Regions from separate parts of the Mus musculus genome. Here all the other regions are linked to region 2. The links are chromatin contacts, called in public promoter capture Hi-C maps. All regions are on one chromosome and are shown on one strand. The core of a region is the stretch at or near the end of the contact, and the rest is flanking DNA. Distances in the headings are between cores, read along the strand shown. Region 1 overlaps Tet3 (tet methylcytosine dioxygenase 3). Region 2 overlaps Dguok (deoxyguanosine kinase). Region 3 overlaps Tet3 (tet methylcytosine dioxygenase 3).

Region 1 (4,558 bases), core at 1,265-3,764, 70 kb after region 2:
TTTACCATGAATTTCATCTTTATCTTTTCCTTCTTTGAAGTGTCTGTTATACATTTGTGTTCCCTTACGTTTAATTTCTGCTTGCTTAGTAGAAGTCTTTAGAATCTTCAGAACGTGTGTGCGTGGGTGTGTGTAGACACGTGCACACCAGAGCCCTTTTGAAGGTTAGTCTTTGTATTTTTGTGTGTTTGAAACAGGGTCTTACTATGTAGCCCAGGCTGGCCTTAGACTCACAGAGATCCATCTGCCTCTGCCTCTCTAGTCCTGGGATTAAAAGTGTGCCCCACCATGCCAGAATAAGGCCAGCTTTTAAATATATACTACATTTATTTGTGTGTACATGAGGATGTTGGAGAATAAGCTGCAAGAGTCAAGTCTCTCTTACCATGTGGGTTCCAGGGATGGAGCTTAGGTTGTCAGGCCTGGAGGCAGATGCCGTTATCCACGGAACTGACTCCTCCCTCCCATGGTTTGTGAGGCGCTCTCCCAGTCCTCTGTTTGGCTCTTCCCATTGTTTATGACTCATCTATTGTGTGATTGGTGAGCTCCTGGGGGTGTCCACACATGCTGCTGTGAATTGTGGAAACGTAACCTCTTGCATGTGTTCATGGTGTCTCTGGAACTGCAGGGCTACAGGACATGTCTATTTGACTTTAAGCATAGCCCACAGATGCTTCCAGAATGATCATCCTCTGGCCTTTTTGCTAGTGCTATGCCAGGAAGAGCTGCTGCTGAATCCCATGGGCACTCAGTGTTGAACTAACACACCCTAGCCTAGTGGTGGTGGTGGTGGACACCTTCAATCCCAGCGAAGCAGAGGCAGGGGGATACTGGTGATTTTTGAGGCTATGTTGAGTTCGAGGACAGCCAGGGCTACACAGAGAAACCCTGTCTCACACACACAAAAAGAGCCCCACATTCTTTGTGGTACTTGCTCCGTGCATTTCTGTGCTGCTGTGAGCACACATCATGTTTGTTTAATCCTTACTACCCTCTTCCATTTACAAACTGGGGAACCAGAAGAACAGACTGTGTAAAGGGAAACATCTAGTAAGAGGCCATGCAAGTCTCACCTTGTTACTTTGTTTTGTTTGACATAGTCTTGCTGTATAGCCCAGGCTAGCCTCAAACTTTAAAGCTTCCTGCCTCAGCCTCCTGAGTGCTGGGACTGCAGGCATGCACCATCATCCCTGACATCACTCTGATTTCACTATTTTTTTTAACTTCTAATTTTATTTATGTGTATGGGTGTTTCCCCTGCATTTATGTGCATGCCTGGTGCCTGAGGAGACCAGAAGACAGTAATGGATCCCCTGAAACTGGAGTTACAATTGTGAGCTGCCATGTGGGTGCTAGGAATAGAATCTGGATCCTCTGCATAAGCAGCCAGTGTTCTTGGCCTCTGAGCCATCTCTGCAGCTGCCGGTCTTCCCCACCACCACCACCACCCCACCCCTCTCTGTGTCTCTCTGCCTCTCTGTCACTGTCTCTATCTCTCTGTGTGTTCTGTGTTTGTGTTTCTCTAGTAGAATATTTTTCATATGTTAACCCCCCCATTTTTTGTTTTGTTTCTTTTTGTTTGTTTGTTTTTAATAAGGACAAATAGAACACTTTAAAACCACGCTGGTGTTTCGGGAACACTCAGGTTGTTTGTAGCTCTTTTCTATTAATGCTTCAGGAGAAACAATCTTGGCATTTGTAACATTTTAAAGTTCTTCTGTTGCCTTACTGTTTTTACATCTATGGAAGTGAGTTTCAGAGTAGTTGGTGTTAAAGTGGCAGCACTATGTGATGAGAAAGACAGTGCGCACTGTCCTAATGCACAGTGCCTGTCGAGCTGAGAAGATTGAACGAGACCGGGGTGTGGGGTGCTGAGCGTGGTGCCCCGAGGGTGATTCAACACAGCGCTACAGGTTTCCTCTCAGCTTTTCGTTCCTCTTTGCAGGCACATGGAATGCTATTGGGGCAGAGGCCATGAACTCTCATAGTCTTGTACTCCTGCCAAATGTAGCAGAGGTCTGCCACAGAGGAGGCAGAGGCTCAGCGTTGTCTTAAGCATCTCTCAGTCACTGAAAGGCCTGTGCACTGGTCCATTTTGTAATAGGAAAAAACAGGAGGTTTTTAAATGCTGTGTTGATGGCATGAATAGTAACCATGGAAATCTCTTCTAGCCCCTCCCCAACAGGAAGTGACTCTGCTGCTGTGCGATGGGTCAAAGAGTTAGACATGGCCCTCTTGGGCTTGCAGTCTGCAAAGGGGGGTACACCCTCGGGGATCCCTAGTGTATGTACACACATGTGCACACATACTCCTGCCAAAATGGGCAGCTGTGTGTGTCCTCTGCCAGGGGCCCCTAAAAGTCTCTCCATTACACACCAGCTTTGTCAGCAAATCTCAGGAGGGTAAGGGCCCTCTGAAGAGATGAATAATTGATCAGCTCTAGAGAATGCCATGAACAGGATCCTTGTGCCATGTTCATTTAGGAAGGAGGGGAGGATTTCTGCCTCCTGTAGAGAGGCCTGAAGTCAGCTGAGGGAGAGGGTGGGGCTGCAAAGTTCAAGTCTCCCAGCAGCTGCTAGCTTGGCCGAGTGGAGGAGCTGAGCTGGGGTTGGGGTGGGAAGATCTGGGTGGGGAGGCAGCCTCTCTATTGCTTCAAATTCTAGGAGAATTCACCCCATAGAGTCCACCGCGGAGAGATGGGCATCTGTAGAGGTTGATGGGGCTTGCTCATTCTGGCTGCCGGCATCTTGGCAGGTTTCTGCTAATGTGGTGTGTAGCTGACAAGCAGCAGGCCAGCCCTGTAGCTTGTTCCTCTTGTAAGTCAGCCTTCAGCCAAGGCTGAGAAAGGATGAACAGTAGCGCTTCGCTCCCCTCGTACCGCTCGCTCTTCTGAAGCAAGTCCCTTTGCTTCCCATTCGGTACAGTATTGCAGAGCTGGTGTGTACTTGATTGCTAACCTGGAAAAACTTAGGAAGCTGGGATTGCGTCCGAAGCTGTCTCTGGTGGTGGTGACTCACTTATCTGGAGAATCCACCTGTTCCCAGCCTTGCCTCAAAACCAGGGCTTCTGGACTCCCTTCGTTAGGGTGGCGGGCTGCTGCTGTTGAACCCCTGTAGCTGTCTGGGAGACAGTGGCAGAGATTAGAGAGCCCCAGAAGGGAGTTCACTGTAGAGGGTGAGGCAGTGGGGCAGGATGCAAAATGACTTCCCAACAGAGGCTCCTGTGGCTCTGGGGGGACATAGTGGCACAAAGGGGAGCTCTGAGCTTCTGGCTCTCTCAGCTCCTCAGAAGGAGACAAAACTTAGGACATTTCTGTATCTTCCTGTTGTTTACGACAAGTCTCTGCTGCTCCCGACAGGGGACACACCCTAACCTGGGTAAGACCTAACGGGATCCAGAGTTGTTGACATTACAGGTCAAAGAAGAGACCCAACAGGAGTGGGAGGGCCCAGGAGAGCTGGGTGGGGCTTGTACCCAGAAAGGGTGGCACCAGGACCTTTTGCATCCTGTTGTAGCAGAGACCTCAGAGGTTCCTTGGGGGAGGATAAGATAGATGCCATTCAGCCAGCCAGCTGTGCTGGAGACAGAGGTACAGGTTCCAGAGGTAGAGGTACCAGAGCTTTATCCCTTAGCGGCTCAGGGCACAGTCGGCTATGCATCCCAGTGGAACAGGCTGCACATGGTATAAAACTCTGGCCTGGACTCTGTAGTCATCTGGAGGAAGCAGGCCTCGTAAGGAAGACTTCACCCAGTAGAGTGTTTTGTTCTTTTTCTGATGTTGGTATTTTACCTTTGTGACTTGTTCCATACCCACCTTCTGCTGGTGCCTTAGTTCAGGCCTCGTGTCAGATCTGGATAGCAATGGCAGTGTATGCTGAGCCTTTAGGTCACAACTTTTGGGATTTAGTGATACCTGAAATTGCCGCTGCCCCCCCCCCACTGTCCCCCCAATGTAAGTCTCAAACTCTTCTCTGTGTCCATGCTGCTGCCCCCATGTCGGCTTCCTTCCGTTCGGATCTGGTGTGTGGTTGGGGATTAAACCCAGGGCCTTATACATGAAAGGCAAATGCTCTGTTGACTGACCTCTACAGTTTAGCCGTGCCCCAAAGCCTGCCAGGTCTCCTTATCTATACCCACTTGTTCTTTCCTTCCATCCGTAAATTCCTCTCCACCCTCCCTCTTCCTAAATACCTCTCTATGTTTCCTGTCTTGTCTTAACATTACTCTGAGAGGAGCCTTTCTAGATTCCCCCACGCATACATACCTGTCTGGAGAGAGCTGGCATCTTCTTTTCCGTCCCGGCCCAGGTGCACCTGAGTACACAGTGTCATGCTTTTAGGATGGTTCCAGGCCTGTGTTTCCCCTTGCATCTGCTTCAGAAACGTTTGTGACTTCAGAGGGAGGGAAGCCCATGTTCAGGAAGAGACTGTACCCTGCTTAGGCTGTGTCATAGCTGTTTGTCTAACTGTTGGGATCCATCAGTTAAAACCTAGTAGCCTAGATTTAAAAGAAAGACAGGAAAGAAAGGGATGGAATTTAATCATAGTAGTTGGTCTAG
Region 2 (4,610 bases), core at 852-3,351:
ACAAGACTGAGTTAGAGGCGACTTAGATTTCCCTTGGGATTCCTGAGATGGCTGCACTTAGAGGAGCAGGGGTTGAAGGCTGTGGCTGGGAGAAGGAAGAGTGTTGACCTACTCTGTTCTGAGAGAGACAGAACAGGGTGGGTTGTCTCAGGGCCAGGGCAGCATTGCTGGGAGGAGCAGAGGAGCCAGTGAGCTGAGGCCTTCCCGGGAGTAAATAGAGCTGCTTGGCTTTTTGGTTCTGTGGTTGGACCCAGACCTTGGGATCCATAAAGCAAGCAAGTCCCCCTTACCTTCATTCTTAATATCCATTCAAGGCCTGTATAAAGTGGCAGGGTGGTGTAGTAATAATGAACGTCATTGGGAGCTGGATTGTCCCTTAGAAGAAACCAATTAAAGTATTTCATCTCGTAATGAGACATTTTAGGACTGAATTGAGATTTTAGCGCTGTTTGGATGGTGTTAGATAAAGGAACCCAGGAAGGCCAAAGGATGAACAGGACACATATTCAAGCCAGGACCCAGCACAGCACAGACTCCTGCCAGATGCTGGCTTTAGGATCTGTGAGACGGGCTCCAGGCCCCTGTCTATGTGTCCTCCCCTTAAAGTCAAGGAAGCTGGGAATCACAATAGTAATAATTGGAGGAGAAATGGCTGGGCTTGTGTTCCCCTAACCCTTAGAGTCAAGAAGAGAGCGCGTGGCTGGCCATGTGACTCAGGATACCCATCCCTGTGTGGGACAGTGCCAATTGGACAGAGTGTGCAGGGTCTGTGTGGGAACAAGTGTCACCTGAGCTTGAGACTAGAGGGCACAGTGAGCAGAGCCTTCAGCAGTCACAGCGTGGCACGTCAGGAAGCTTGGACGTAGGGTCCCTGCACTTCTCCCCACACTGGCTTCCCATCACAGTCTAGTGTGTACTCCCATGTGCACTGGAATGACGTGGAGCCACGATAAAACTGTCCCATGAATTTTAAAATCATTCATTATAATCATGTCAGTAAAATTAGAATTATGCCAAATATTCAAAATAGGATTTTGCCTAGACTGTAGAGGGAAGAAAAGTTTGCTCAGTTTAGCAAATTCATAATAAAAAGGGAAATGCTGATTTTAATAGATCCAGGCTGGTATCAATGGTTGTCTGTAGTCACTGGGTGATAATTATGAATAGCTTTTACCAGAATTGTTCTGTCCTTGTATGTATTTGAAAACATGATTGTATTATGTTTTTTAAAATATTCATTTATTCTAATCCAGAAGATATTTTTCTCTCAGAGGAAAAATTAAGTACCTTAGCTGAAGCTGCTTGCTAGTGGGAATGTAGCATGGGTGACCTCTGAGGAGGCAGCTGGGCAGTTGTAGGAAGAGCTCATTCCTTTTGCCCTGTTAATCCTGGTGCTTAGAGTTGAGTCCGTAGATACGCTGGCACACAGACAGACTGCCCTGTTACGTGCATCACTGTTTGTAATAGCCAAGCACTGGAGATGACCGAGTGCTTATTAGGGGACCTGGCTGAGTGTACTGTACTGTAAAACAGAATACTTACTCTACAGCACTGTACTGGTTGGCTTTCTTTGTTGCTGCCTTTTTGTGGCAAGGTCTTAAAACTCATAGCCCAGCTGGCCTGGAACTCACTAGAAGCATTCAGGTTTCAGCTACCCTGTGCTAGATTTCTAGGTGTGAACCGTGCTGAGAACGGTGAAGCACTGTTAAGTGAGAAGAGCAAGCCTAAGAACAGAGTGTGCCGTGGGATAGTGTCTCTCCGTTCTCAGGAGATGGTGTCAGGAACGCATGTGTGCATAAACTGCTGAAAGCTCAGTCACGTGTGGTGCTGTGAGTGAGGAGAACAGAGTAGCCAGAGGCAGGAGGGTACAGGAAACACGGGTCACAGAGCTCCAGGTCAGCCTGGAGCACACCTAGAACTACCCCCAAAATAAAGTCAAAGACAATAAAACTCGGCAGGCAGGCAGGCGGGTTGGGGAGGGAAGGTGCTAAAGAGAATTTGTTTGCATAGTTTCATTTCCTTAAGGGAAAGATGGGACATGGGGGAGGGTGGAGTCCTAAGTCAGCGGGTTAATCTGCCCACACTCTGAGGACAGTTGACATTGACTAATGAAGTATTTGACCAGGCAGAAAGAGGAACAAGGGCAATTCAGGCAAAACAAACATTTGGAGCAGAGGTTTTGAAGTGTGAAGGGGCTTGGCTTGTCCCACAGGAAGGAGGCCAAATCTGGCCAAAGCCATGAGCAAGGGAGGGACTAAGGAAGTTGAGGACAAGTACTGTGGCCTTATGTGCTGTGGCAAGGAATCACAGTTCTCAGGGGCAGAGACCCTCAGACCTGCAGGTGGAGGCAGAGTGAAGCTCTGCAAAGGGGCAGGGAGAGGGGCCTTCATGTCAAGACTCAGGTTTCATTTGATTCATTTCATTTGACTTATGCAGATGTTTCATCTACTCCAGAGTGAGTGCTTGATCTAGAGATGTTTCAAATTGCTTACCACTTTATAAGTAGAGTGGCTCTCACAAGCCAGGCACAGTGACACATGCATATAATCCCACCACCTGGACAGCTGAGGCAGGAGGATAGCAAGTTCATAACTTCTTGAAGTCTTTGGTTATGCCTGTAGCTGGTAAGCAGCCTGTGGAGCAAATATTTTAAGCAGGGGCACAAGAACCATAGAAGGCTGGAGTGAAGGGCAAACTGGAAAGGCAGAATGACTTTGGCAATCCTAGATGTGCCTTACCTCAGAGCAGTCTCAGTTACCTGCGGGTGGGTGGAGGATGGAGAAAAAGCAGCCCACCAAAACTGCTTGCCCCACACATGACTATGACAGATGACTGACTCTTAGGCCCATGCTCTCTTCGTGCACTTCTTCACCTCCAGGAGAAAGAAAGCAGCAGGCTCTTGAAGTGTCCAGATGAAAAGCATGAACGCCAAGGCAGAGGTGAGAGGACAGGGCCAGCTAGAGAGATTAGAATCTCCTGGATTCTTGATGTGCTCGGGAGGAAGACAAAGAAGGGTAGTTTCAGGCTCCCAGTGCGGCTGGCTGGGTGGATGGAGTTTGCTACTAACCATCTGAAGCTACTCCGAGGAAGGGCAGTCTGAGGCAGAAGTGGACAACATGGTGCCAGTGCCCTGAGCAAGGCAAGAAGCAGCAGGTGCAGTCATGGGCCATGGTACCAAAGAGGACATCCAGACATTTTGTGGGTTGCTTGGCCCTGTAAGACTGAAATGTAAGAGTCGGGGGATTGTCTTTTAGGTTTGTATGGAGAGACTCTACCAGAGGGATAGAGAAGAAGAAAAGGGCATTGAGCTGGCCTATCTTCAACAGCTACATAGTCAGCACGAAGACTGGTTTATTAACAAGACTACCAAGTAAGTGTGTAACAGACAGACCAGAGCCTCCACCACCGTGCTGAGCACAGCCGTAGCTCCCAGCGGAACTGCAAGGATGCGGGACGTGCCCAGCATCTCTCCCTCCTTTCCTTCCTTCCTTTCTTTTCTCTCGATTGTGCCTTGTGGTGAATGCTTGTCATAATTGGCTCAGGATGGAAGACTGAAGTTGTTTAGAAAAATGTCCATTTTGATTGACATTTTTAGTGTCCTCCATCAGGCTTGGGTTGCTCACATCAGTGCTTTAAATGCTGACTTCAGTAGCAGTCTAAGACTAGTGAGCAGTCTACTCAGCCTTCCACTCTGCAGGCAGCTTCAGTCTTGAGACTCGGGCTGGGTGTGAGGAAGGTGAGTGGCGTTGCCTGAGCTCCCTCTCGCTGCCCCAGGCTCCACTTCGAAGCTCTGCAGCACGTGCCAGTGCTGGTGCTGGATGTCACTGAAGACTTCTCTGAAAATGCCGCCAGGCAGGAAGAGCTCATGGGACAGGTGAGCACAGCCTAGGCTCGTCCTGGTTCCCAGTGCAGAGCTCTGGTCTTCCCGGCCTCTGTGTCAGGCCTTGTTGCTTTGTGCTTCAAATTGCATTTCACACTCCAAAACCCTGAGCTCATAGGCAAATCCCAGATACAATGCCCAGCTCTAAAGTGCACTGCATTAGGAAGTATCAGTCAGTTAGGTGACTCTTAGCATGCGCAGGCCAGCTGACTTCCTCCTGTAAGGTGTTCCAAAATGGGGGACAAGGAACATGTGGGTTCTGTTCCCAGCTGCCACTTCCTGCTGTCTGACCCTGGGCAGCTAATGTTTTCTCACCTCATAAATGCTCATGGGACTGCAGTCACATACACTAAGGGGAGTACTGAGACGGCAGCATACAGTAGGTCTTCTTTTCCTGCAGGTGAACACCTTTATGAGGAACTTGTAAGCAATAAGGACACGTGGCTGTGGTCTGGACTCTGACTTTCTCAGATGCTGACTGCTCTCCATCCTGTTATGCACATCCCTTTGGCCCCTCATGCACCCCCACACCTGGGTGTGTGCTGTCTTTGTACTGCCATTGTTTTTGTTTTTTTAATCTCAAGCACCTTGAAATAAAGCTGACTTTGCTATTTTTCTAATCCAGTTGTTCGTTTATTTCAGGATGTATCTATTAATGCCTGTTCATATATCCATAGTAGATACCAGTTTTCACCTAAGAAAAATCTTAGCCTTTCTTCACCAGCACTCC
Region 3 (4,606 bases), core at 721-3,220, 100 kb after region 2:
CCCCAGGGGACTGTGAGGGCTTCCCTTTGCTAGTGGGAGTCTGCCTTCTCAGACCGCCCTGAATCTCGCTGACAGGACTATCTCGCTATGGACTCGCTGCTAATTTGATTTCCCATAAGACAGATTCTTCCAGGCTCATCTCTTGAATACGGAGCCTGTGATCACACTTGGCTAGCAGCTTGTCTTTCCCCCTCTTCTCTGAGTTTAGCTTACAGATGTCGTATTATTCTGGAGTAAGAAGGGAAACAGGTGGGCGATGGATTTCTTATGAGGGCCTTGTTTGTGTCTTGTACCAACTGACATTGTCTGTGCCTCTCTTCATTTTTTTCTTCACTGTATTGTCAGGTGGGCCAGAGTCAGGGAGGGACATACACTGACATCAAGGGGATTTTGATGGCATTTAGCTGTTTGCAGGGCACAAATCTGGAGGAGATGATGGAGTTGAAAATAGATTCTAAGGAGGCTGGAGAGATGGCTCAGTGGTTAAGAGCACTGACTGCTTGCTCTTCCAGAGGTTCTGAGTTCAATTCCCAGCAACCACATGGTGGCTCACAACCATCTGTAATGGGATCTGATGCCCTCTTCTGGTGTGTCTGAAGACAGCTACCAGTGTACTCGTATACATAAAATAAATAAATTTTTAAAGATAGAAAATAGATTCTAAAATACCCCAGTGTATTTATGGACATCATACCATCCTGGATATCCAGGTCCTGATGCTAATAGATAATTGGAGTCTGTTGTCCAGCTCCAGTCTGTAGATGGCCCACTACCCAGAGCCTTGGCTTCCATCAAGGAAAGGATCCTCTGCAGCCTGGCACTGATGAAGGGCTCTATGAGCGTTAGTGGACTGTTCTCAATAGTGCCCTTGAGCTTATGCTGGTGACATCCAGGTTTAATGCTTCTCAACTTGAAGTAGGAGTCCAAAGCTGCTGAGGACTTATGACAGCACAGTCAGGACGCTGGGCCTCCTCCTGGGTCTTGGTGGGACCTGAGAACCTGCCTACTCTCCTGGCTCCCAAGTAGTGAGACTCTGCCAACAATCCAGGGGCCAACCTTTAAGAACCATAGGCCAGCCAGGCGTGGTGGCGCACGCCTTTAATCCCAGCACTCGCGAGGCAGAGGCAGGCGGATTTCTGAGTTTGAGGCCAGCCTGGTCTACAGAGTGAGTTCCAGGACAGCCAGGGCTACACAGAGAAACCCTGTCTTGAAAAACCAACCAACCAAACAACCAAACAACAACAACAACAACAACAACAAAACGTAGGCCAAGCTGTTCGCTGTCCTCCTTGAAGCAAGCTTCAGCCAGTCTTCGCAGATTCAGAGTAGTTTACACTCTTCATGATAAGCCAGGAAGTAAGGCATGTAAGGAGAAGGAACCAAAGCGGGAATCGATTGTCAAGTTCTTTTCCAAGAGGAAAGGAGGCCAGTGGGATGGCTCAGTGGGTAAAGCCACTTGCTCTCAAGCCTGAGTGTAATCTTAAACCCTCATGGCCAAAGGAGAGCCTGACAGGTTGTCCTCTGACCTTCACGCACACCACGATAGCTCCCTCAAGTGTCTTACATTTTTTGTTTTAAAGGAACAAAAAAAAAAAAAAAAAAAAAGAATCCAGCTGGGTAGGCAACGTAGCCCTTTCTTCTTGGTCTCCAGTACAACCTTTGAGGAGTTTTTCTCACAAGGACAGGGCAATGGGGAAGGAGCTGGTCAGAAAGCCAGCACCAGTGTCCTCAGCTCACCCTCCTGTAGGGAATATGATAGTCCCTCTCTGTGAGTGCTGCGGCAGCCCTGTGCCAGCCTCCAGCTGGGCTCCCTAGATAGACCTAGGTCCCAGGCCTGCCCTTGGGGGCTGTGTCCTGATAAAGCCTGTTGTGCTGAGACCTGTCCAGGCACCAAACAAAAGCTACGCTGTCATGTCAAGCCCTGCTATAGAGGCTTTGAATGGTGTGTGCAAGCACTTCCTATAAGGGACTGGCAGCCCTCGCCTGTTAATGTGGTCAGAAACACTTCCCCTAAGAGCTGAGTGAGATAGACGGCCTAGTTCAGTGTTTGAAAAAAGAAACTCTGTTTCCTTTTCAGTCAGGGAAATGCAACAAGGAAGCTTTTGGGGAAGGGAGTCTAAGTACTGGCAGGATACATGCGGGTAATCCCCACCCCTAGGAGTCTAAGGTCATGAAGACTGTTCCTAAACCAGCCTAGGCTACATGGTGGGACTGTCCTCCAGCAACCTCCTTAAAGAAAGCCATCAGTACAGAGGGGGAAGAGCACCTTGGCCATTGGCTTTTGTCTACAAGAACCTTTGTAATGAAGGGGATTAACCATGCCAGCCTTTGTACCACTGAGCTGCACCCAAGACCAGGGCCCTTGTTGGGTTGATCTGGGGTCTAGTGATTCATGACAGTAGAGCAGATGAGACAAAGTATGAGGTGCCTTCAAACTGCAGACATCTCGATAGCATTATGCCTTACTAAATGGCCTACTTAAATGTCATACTCAAACTGAATCCACTACAGAATACAAGGATATTTTTACTTAACCTTTTAAAAATGCCTGCCCATGTTGGAGCTAGAGAGATGGCTTAGCATAGTGCTTGCCGTGCAAGCATGAGGACCGGAGTTTGGATCTCAGCACCCAGAGAGAGCAAGCCATCAGTTTCGAGAGTGCCTGTAGCTTCAGCTCCGAGAGCTCTGATGCGCTCTCTGGCTTCCATATGCTCAGGTGTGTGCGCTCACACAAGCACAGCATACATGGAACGAATCCATCTTTTTAAAGAATATCATGTTAATTGTTTAAAGAAAGATGCTTTTGTCACCGGTCTCCTTAGATGTTAACATGCATTCGCTAAGTTCATCGATGCCTTGTTAAAGGTCCTAGGTCCTAAAGGGTGATCCTCAGAGGCACTCTTCAAAGAAGCCTGTACCCCATACTGAGAGATAGCTGGATACACTCTTAGTCAAGCCCAGAGTGAGTGAAGATGTGCATAGCCTGTCAGGAGCTCAGTCAGTACAGAGAGAGACGGAGAGTGCATTCCAGATGGCAAGTGACCCTTGTCTGCAAAAGACATTGAAAATCTATTTAAAAGAAGATGGCTTTTATGTTGTTAAGGAGATTCACTGAGTTCCTCCCTCATGCTTGGCATGCCTTGAGTAATACATGTACACTATCAGGCCTGGGAGGTAGAGCTAGCCCTGTGTCCAGTTTACATCTAGGAAGCCTGAGGCCCACATAGACTCAGTAACTTGGCCGCAATGGTGTAGCTAGAGAGTGGCTCTCTGTCCATCAGGCTGTATTGGAACCAGCCTTGTCCCGTGTTGCTGTATAATACACGTTCATGGTCATAGCTGTGTCTGTAAACATGGTGTGGTTGAGTACATGATATCAGAGGCCTTTGACTCTTCAGTGCTTAGGCTTTCGGCTCCCAGGAAGTGGGCATGTGTGGGGGACTAGGGGACAGCCTTGTCCACTGTGTGCCAGCATTAGTGTTTGCTGGAGTCACTCCCCCCAGTATCCTTCAGTCTCTAAGCTCACACACACACAAGCACACACTTGTTTGTATGTTCATTTTTAAATTGAATTTACAAGTAGTTAAAGGGGTCCTTGGCCAGCAGGGCTGTGAGCGCAAATGCCTGTGGGTTCAGGCAGCTTCAAGAGTCAGAAGTGTACGGGGACTATTGTGCCTAACTGTCCCTCTGCCTGAGGACAGTGGCAGGCAGGTGGAACAGGAGCAGAGGAGGAGCATCTGGAAATGGCTGAGAGTCTGGATGTGAGCGCCCCCCCCCACCACCACCTCTGAGCGCAGAGTGGCCTCAGTTTCCCCCTCCCCCTCTCTGTAGCCAGAAGCCCAGGCCGAAGGACCTGGGCCTGCCTCCTAACGTTGGGTATTCACTGATGTGGCTTCTGTCTCCTCTCTAGGTATGGAGAAAAGGGGAAAGCTATCCGGATTGAGAAGGTCATCTACACGGGCAAGGAGGGGAAGAGTTCTCGAGGCTGTCCCATCGCCAAGTGGGTGAGTGCTGGGTCTCCACAGCTGAGCTGTGTCTGGGCTCACAGGGTAGAACAGGTTGCAGGGCAGGTGAGCAGGAAATAGACATTCACCATCACGGGACCCTGGAGCCAATGACCCTTGTGGCAGCTGGTCACCCCTGTCCTATGTACATGCCAGCAGCAGGCATCCTGTACTGTCAGGAACTGTGTTCATCTTACACTAACTGTGTGTGACTCCTGGGTAAAAGTTGTAGATCCTGGAAGGGAGGAGGTGCAGAAAGTCTAACCTGTTATCCGACCTCCCCTCACTCCTGGCACCCCCTCCCCCAGGGCTTTGACTCCTTTTTTCTATGTGTCTGAGTGGCCAGTACTCCTGTCCCCTACCTGGAAGCCAGGGAAGACACTGAGGGTGACCTACAAGAGCCAGGCTGGGGACAAGACAAGGCCTCTGGATAGTATTATGCTGAGGCTCGATTCTTCCCAGCCTCTAAGCAGAGCTCTTGAGTAAGCTGGTCAGGGAGAAAGTCATTGACAGACCTCAGTCCCTCAGCGTTGCCCTTTGGGGCCTCCTCAAGCTCTTGACATCATGGGTGTCTGCAGCTACAAAGCTGGCTTAGAGAGAGC

The links. Capture Hi-C pulls out chosen DNA fragments and counts their contacts.
Region 1: a promoter capture Hi-C map of adipose tissue shows a contact between it and region 2. The contact joins two enhancer-like sites. A contact is called at or near these places in 1 of 15 datasets of contacts at CTCF or cohesin (CD8 T cells), 13 of 484 Hi-C or Micro-C datasets (the AML12 cell line, the C2C12 cell line, CD8 T cells and 9 more), 3 of 115 datasets of contacts at active chromatin or transcription factors (CD8 T cells, embryonic stem cells and heart atrium) and 3 of 9 other capture datasets (adipose tissue, liver and pancreatic islet).
Region 3: a promoter capture Hi-C map of adipose tissue shows a contact between it and region 2. The contact joins two enhancer-like sites. A contact is called at or near these places in 14 of 484 Hi-C or Micro-C datasets (the 3T3-L1 cell line, the AML12 cell line, the C2C12 cell line and 9 more), 5 of 115 datasets of contacts at active chromatin or transcription factors (the HPC-7 cell line, double positive thymocytes, embryonic stem cells and 2 more) and 3 of 9 other capture datasets (adipose tissue, liver and pancreatic islet).

The regions. Positions count from the first base shown.
Region 1 is chr6:83,410,732-83,415,289 of GRCm38.p6, reverse strand. The region is part of intron 3 of Tet3 (tet methylcytosine dioxygenase 3); the gene reads left to right. Among named protein-coding and RNA genes, the nearest start is that of Mir6374, 12 kb to the right of the region's middle. Within about 2 kb of position 2,514, at least 94 of the 459 cell types and tissues checked have an H3K27ac peak or open chromatin away from gene starts, as enhancers often do. A contact at or near this core is called in adipose tissue, bone marrow-derived macrophages and heart atrium, where this site is marked.
Region 2 is chr6:83,480,107-83,484,716 of GRCm38.p6, reverse strand. Dguok (deoxyguanosine kinase) reads left to right here. Exons shown (of 7, transcript NM_013764.2): 5 at 3,255-3,370; 6 at 3,775-3,874; 7 at 4,281-4,503. The coding sequence ends at 4,307. Among named protein-coding and RNA genes, the nearest start is that of Dguok, 25 kb to the left of the region's middle. Within about 2 kb of position 2,101, at least 105 of the 459 cell types and tissues checked have an H3K27ac peak or open chromatin away from gene starts, as enhancers often do. A contact at or near this core is called in the HPC-7 cell line, adipose tissue, bone marrow-derived macrophages and 2 more, where this site is marked.
Region 3 is chr6:83,379,270-83,383,875 of GRCm38.p6, reverse strand. It overlaps Tet3 (tet methylcytosine dioxygenase 3), which reads left to right. Exons shown (of 12, transcript NM_001347313.1): 6 at 3,911-4,004. Among named protein-coding and RNA genes, the nearest start is that of Mir6374, 20 kb to the left of the region's middle. Within about 2 kb of position 1,970, at least 114 of the 459 cell types and tissues checked have an H3K27ac peak or open chromatin away from gene starts, as enhancers often do. A contact at or near this core is called in the HPC-7 cell line, adipose tissue, bone marrow-derived macrophages and 1 more, where this site is marked.